Linked DNA regions of Macaca mulatta: region 1 is linked to region 2. Evidence: chromatin contacts called from public Hi-C data. All regions are on one chromosome and are shown on one strand. The core of a region is the stretch at or near the end of the contact, and the rest is flanking DNA. Distances in the headings are between cores, read along the strand shown.

The links. A called contact is a pair of places that touch in the nucleus more often than the background predicts.
Region 1: a contact with region 2 is called in a Hi-C map of CD4 T cells, with 6 times the contacts expected there. The contact joins two enhancer-like sites. A contact is called at or near these places in 6 of 14 Hi-C or Micro-C datasets (CD4 T cells, blood, fetal cortex germinal zone and 2 more).

The regions. Positions count from the first base shown.
Region 1 is chr6:64,667,236-64,670,422 of T2T-MMU8v2.0, forward strand. The region is part of intron 1 of MAP3K1 (mitogen-activated protein kinase kinase kinase 1); the gene reads left to right. Among named protein-coding and RNA genes, the nearest start is that of MAP3K1, 34 kb to the left of the region's middle. Within about 2 kb of position 1,651, at least 7 of the 40 cell types and tissues checked have an H3K27ac peak or open chromatin away from gene starts, as enhancers often do. A contact at or near this core is called in CD4 T cells, where this site is marked.
Region 2 is chr6:64,090,844-64,093,774 of T2T-MMU8v2.0, forward strand. No RefSeq gene overlaps it. Among named protein-coding and RNA genes, the nearest start is that of ANKRD55, 52 kb to the left of the region's middle. Within about 2 kb of position 1,303, at least 11 of the 40 cell types and tissues checked have an H3K27ac peak or open chromatin away from gene starts, as enhancers often do. A contact at or near this core is called in CD4 T cells, where this site is marked.

The DNA.
Region 1 (3,187 bases), core at 401-2,900, 580 kb after region 2:
CAAGCCTGTGACATCTGTTGTTCTGGGTGCTTTGTTCCTAGCTGCAGGACAGGGAAAAGGCCCTGCCCTCAAAGAAGTTACCCTTTCCTTGTCTAGTTCAGCCAGTGATTGTGTGTTTATAATATGATTATCTATTAATACATTGTCTTATTTTAATTTTGGTTAATTTTATATATATTTTATATATATTTTATGTTTCTGTACTGTGTTCTAGTTTTCAAAATCCTATGATTGTGCTGGATAATACTTTTAATTTTAAAACTCAAGTGGAGTGGTGTTTTAATGGAAACTAATCCATGATTTAGGGTAGATGGATTTATTGTGCATGACCATGTGGATATATGATAAATATGAGTCGATCAGAATCACTAAGGTGGTATTAAACTGCTTATATGTATTGTTTATAATTAGTTGTGTTATTGTCTTTGTTACTTGACTTCCATATTACTTAACTGTTGATGTGGTTAATCAGAACATGAGCTTTTTGAGGGTGAATTCTGTGCCCATATCTCTCAAAGGCCTAAATAGGAAGGTTTGCACACAATACTTAAAATAGTTTTTCCGCCGATAAAGATTTCTGATACAGATTCAACATACTATAAAACTGATTTCAGCCGGGTGTGGTAGCTCATGCCTGTAATTCTAGCACTTTGGGAGGCCAAGGCGGGTGGATTGCTTTGAGCTCAGGAGTTCAAGACCAGCCTGGACAACATGGAGAAACCCCATCTGTACAAAAAGTACAAAAAAATGAGCCAGGTGTGGTGGCTCGCGCCTGTGGTCCCAGCTACTCAGGAGGCTGACGCTGGAGGATTGCTTGAGCTGGGAAGTGGAGGTTGCAGTGAGCCAAGATTGCGCCACTGCACTCCAACCTAGGCGTCAGAGCCAAACGCTCTCTGTCTTAAAAAGAACGAATCAATCCTGTGTTCTGCTAAAGAGAGGATATTTACCCTGTGGGGAGATGAAAGTAGTAGTGCCTGTTTCTTGTTATAAATAAATAGAAGTTGTGCCGTCTTTAGTTCTCAGGGTCAAACTTGACTGAATAGAACCTGGAATGAAATCTTGTGGGAACTAATTTTCAGAATGTGAGCCATTTTTATACATTGTTACTTCTTATGTAAACCTACCTGTGTTATAAATGTTGCATCACATAAAGATGGAAGATTCCCCCTTCCAATGGTTTATTTAATCCTCCTTGCTTAGAAGAAGGAATAGGCCAACAGTTGGCAAAGACTGTATAGTCTCTGGAAAAACTGTCTTACTGGAAAATAGAATTGTCTTAGTATTGAGATAAAAGATGGTTTGGTTTTGGTTTTAGTTTTGTTTGCAATCTAGGTCAACAGATTAAAAGTACTTGTACATATTCATTTTCCTTTTGTTCTTAGAAGACACAGACTGTGAAGTCACTCCTCTGAGTGTAAGTCATAGTGTTTTTTGCATACAGACTTTATCACCTTGAACATGTAACTGAACCTCCCGTATCCTTTGTCTCATCTGTAAAATGGAGTAGTAAGAGCCGTGTCTCAAGAGAATTGACTGAGTAGCCCATGTGGCTGTTAGCCCTGTCCATGGAAAGGAATCGTCAGTCTTCCTGTTTCATTATGCTCTCCTACCCTCAGTTACTCAGGAGAATTGACTGAGTAGCCCATGTGGCTGTTAGCCCTGTCCGTGGGAAGGAACTATCAGTCTTCCTGTTTCGTTATGCTCTCCTACCCTCAGTTAAGTCATTCCTGCTCCTGCCCTTTACCTGGAACCTTACACTTTAAGGGTTCCACAGTGGACTACGATTGTTTCGGAAGCTGGGTCCTCCGTTGCTCTCCTCTTTCCTCAGTAATATGGCTTATGAGTTTGGTAGCGTGTGAATTTCTTCTGCTATGAAGGCTTCATGAGTAGACTTTAGTTAGCTCTGAATTGTGCCTGTCCCAAATAATCTAATGTATTTTCTAGGGTTCCTTGAAGTTCCTTGGACACTAAGAGAATCAAGATATGGAAATCTTTATTTATACTAAGGTTGAATCTCATTGACTTCCAGAAGGGCTTTCTACGAAAGATCATTAGAGTCTTAGTTGCCTCTATTGCGATGAAATGCTCTAATAATGAAGAGAATTAATATGCTTTTTAAATTATTATAATCAAATAGTCATTGTTGTAAAAACTTACAAAACTTCTTTGTATTATCATCATATAGGTATCAGCACAAGTGCTGACTTCTTGTAAAAACAAACTCAGATTGGACAGTGAACACTCATAGCAGCAGAGAGCACAGGCTCTTCAATCAAACCTGTGAGAGTTTGAATCTAGCCCTGCCCTTCACTTATAAACTGTGTTACCCTGCGCATAACCTAGCCTCCCCAAGCCTCTGATAGAAAAGACTTCACAGGGTTGCTGGAAGGGTGCAGTAAATTCATACATGTAAAGCACCAAATCCATTGTCTGGCATGTAATATAATTTTTCTGTGATGACACTCTGGCAGTTATTTCTCCGTTATCACTAGTTGTTGACAAACAGTATTTCCTTCCTAAAGATGAGCCATTTAATAACTTAAAAATTACATTAGACTGGTAGGATTATTTTTGTTTATTTTTTTGGAGATGGAGTTTTGCTCTTGTTGCCCAGGCTGGAGTGCAATGGCGCAATCCCGGCTCACCACAACGTCCCCCTCCTGGGTTCAAACGATTCTCCTGCCTCAGCCTCCCGAATAGCTGGTATTACAGGCATGTGCCACCACACCCGGCTAATTTTGTATTTTTAGTAGAGATGGGGTTTCTCCATGTTGGTCAGGCTGGTCTTGAACTCCCAAACTCAGGTGATCTGCCTGCCTCGGCCTCTCAAAGTGCTGGGATTACAGGCGTGAGCCACTGCGCCCGGCCAGGATTCTTATTTTTAAGTGTTTATTAAACGTCCCCTGTGTGCCAGGCATTGTGTAGAACTAATGTTTCAGTCAGACTCTTTGATGTTGCAGGGAACAGAGATGGGTTAAAATTTATTTCATTCCAAATTAAAGAATCCACCAAGAAGTTTCCTCCATTGTACACTTGGCTCCTGGAGAACTAGTCATTCATTATCCAGGGTGGTACAAAAGTGGCTGTCGTCATCTAACAGCTTATCAAGGGACCCAGGTACAAGTGTTAGGTTGGCTTTTGTTACTTCTTCATCCCTGTCTTTCTTCTAATTTCTCTCTCTTCTCCC
Region 2 (2,931 bases), core at 53-2,552:
TCTCCTCACGCTCTCCGGCATCTGTTGCAAACAGTTTATTTCCTACACAATTTGCTCATTGTCTATAAGACTGGGGGAAAAAAAAGGAGAAAAATGTGACAAGTGACTGAATAATTTCAGTGATGACTAGGTCATTTGTGAAGTTTATCAGCCAACAAAACGTAATAAGGTTGAGTTGGTCCCTAGTCTCCCAAATATCCCCTCTCCGCGGCTCTGGAGGGCTGTGATGTCAACGAGGAATAATGGCTCCCATCCAGGGTTCTGGTTGTTTTCTCCTTCAGTTTTCACAATTCTTAAAAGAAGCACTAACCTGCTTTCTTTCTCTCTGCTGGGGTGGATGTGATTACAAAGCTCTTCTTAGCCCCAGGGAAAGATTATTGTTACCTGTGGTCCTGAGAGATCCGGCTTTATTTCTCAAGCCTTTTGTATGTGTGCTGGGAAACCCTAGGTTTAAATGTCTCTTCTCTAGAGAGCTGGGCGATCTTTCACCACCACAAAGTGGCCCAACCTCACACTCTGTCTGAGGGTTACTCTGGAGTCCCTCTGCTGGCCATGAGAAACAAGAGCAGAAAGCAATTCTTTAGAATAAGAAACCCAGAATTTTATGTTTGAAAGTGATACGTAGAGAGGCAAGACTATTCCTGCTCAGCAAAAGGAAGTTACACTCAGGTTATGATCTAAAGTGGTGAGACTAGACGCAAAATCAAAATTAATTTAATACAGGGTACTGGAAAAAAATAACTCCTTTGAGGAATACCTGGAATGTACAACTAATGTTTTGTTTTTAGAACAAGGCTGGAAATCAGTGGAGATTGCTGAGATTGGAGCAAACCCATTGGAAGGCATGCTCCTTACCCACACATACTCTGCCTTTCCCTCAGCTTGCTTTGGTCTGGTCTAATTCATGAGTCAGATTACCAAGGTATCATACAAATAGAGAGACGCCATACAGATACCAAAGTGAACCGATGGAATCAGACACTTGCGTGTGAGCAACGGATGCAGCTCTCTAATTATGGACTGGGCTTCGTGGTCCATTGGCCCTGGGTTTCATTAACTGCCCAGGCTCCCTCCAGAGACTCAGGGCATGTTTTGTTGCTGTGGGTGGTGCTCCTGCTCTACCAAAGGGACCACAAGACAGCATGCACTTCAGATGATGACACAGAATAGGTGGTGAAGGACTTCTTCTACAAAAAGAAGCGGTTCCTGGTGTTTGTCACCAAAAGGACAAGAAAAAGAGAAATGAAAATCAACTACATATGCAACAACGTCATATCTTCTCTTGACTCATTTTCTGATCAAACAAAAATGAAAATAAAATCCATGCACTATACAGTGACTTAGAAATATCTACCAGCCCAGAGGAGAAGTAGATAAAGAGTGAAAATATCTCAAAGGAGATGGATGATAAATGGATGGCATTTGGTGGAAAGTCCTGACAATACATCGAAGGAGAAACTGGTCACCTGTGGTTAGGAAAGGGCAATGTACTGAGGGGCCTTGGCCATCCCTGAGATGCAATGCATCACAGCAGCCAGTGGGGGTCAGAGGTGCTCCATGGCTTAGGGTGCCTTTAACCCTCAGCCTGCAAATCCTGCTCACAGGAGACCAGCTGGACCTCCTTTGGAGCTGGCACTTCCCTTCAGGCAGAGCAGAACTGTGAAAACATAGGAGGTGGTTGATCCCATATGCTTTACCGCAAGCTCAGTTTTGACTTCAAGACAGTTCGCTGATTTTATTTTTTCTTTCACTTATTCTCTTCCCGTTTCTCTTGTTCCCAGCAAGAACCTCTCTGTTGATCATGGATACAGGACAGCCATCTCTCTGAATTAAGCATGTGAGCACCTGAAATCAAGGACTATGGCCTGTTTCCTGAACCCTTATCTCTCTAGTGTACAGAACTTTTTTTTAAGTCACTGGCAGTTCGGAGACAATGCTTAAGTGGGTGGGTGGGTCTGGTGGGTTTATAGGTACACACGGCTGGAGGTGGCTCACACAAGCTCATGAGAGCCAGTTGTGTAATCTCTTCCTCGCCCCCAGTGAAGTGATGTCGTGTTGGAAGCTTGACGCTGGCCACTGTGGGAGTATTTATGCTACAAAAATGGCCATTTACTGCAAATCAGGACTACCCTTCTCCCCGCAGCACTCCAGAAAGCTGGTTGTTAAATACAGTGAGTACACCAGTGGCCCCAGGGCAGGTTTAAGAGTCAGAGAAGGTATAAATAGCTGATCAGGCCTGGTAGCTCATGCCTGTAATCCCAACAGTTTGGAAGGGTGAGGCGGGAGGATCTCTTGAGCCCAGGAGTTTGAGACTAGTCTGGGCAACATAGTGGGACCCCGTCTCTACAAAAAAATAAAAAAAAATTGGCTGGGTGTGGTGGCACACACCGGCTGCTTGGGAGGCTGAGGCAAGAAGATCACTTGAGCCCTTAAGGTTGCAGTGAGCCATGATTGCGCCACTGCACTCCAGCCTGAGTGACAGAGCAAGACCCTGTCTCAAAAAGAAAAAAAAAAAAATTACTTAGCACCATGTATGTTCATGTTCAGGCCACAATGCATCTAGTGAAAAGAAAAAGGAGCAGAGTATGATTAGCTGAGAGGATCTTCCAGTATGAACCATTCCAGACACTATAATCAACAATCCTGTAAAGATGCCTTTCCTATTAAGGGCAAGCAAGAAATTAAATAAAATTTTTGTTTGTAATTTTTAACAGTTGAACTGCAATGCTAAGTGGCTCCTGAAGCCATGCGCCCCCTTTTTCCTTTCAATTTTGAGCATTAGGAAAAATGTGAGCTTCCTTAGAAAGTTTATAACATCAGATTTATCATTTTTATGAAGCAAAAATCCAGAATAAAAACAGTGGCCACCAGGAACCATTGAACAATACGTGTTTGCTCATGTCATGTTCATGTGCAACTCATGGATTTAAA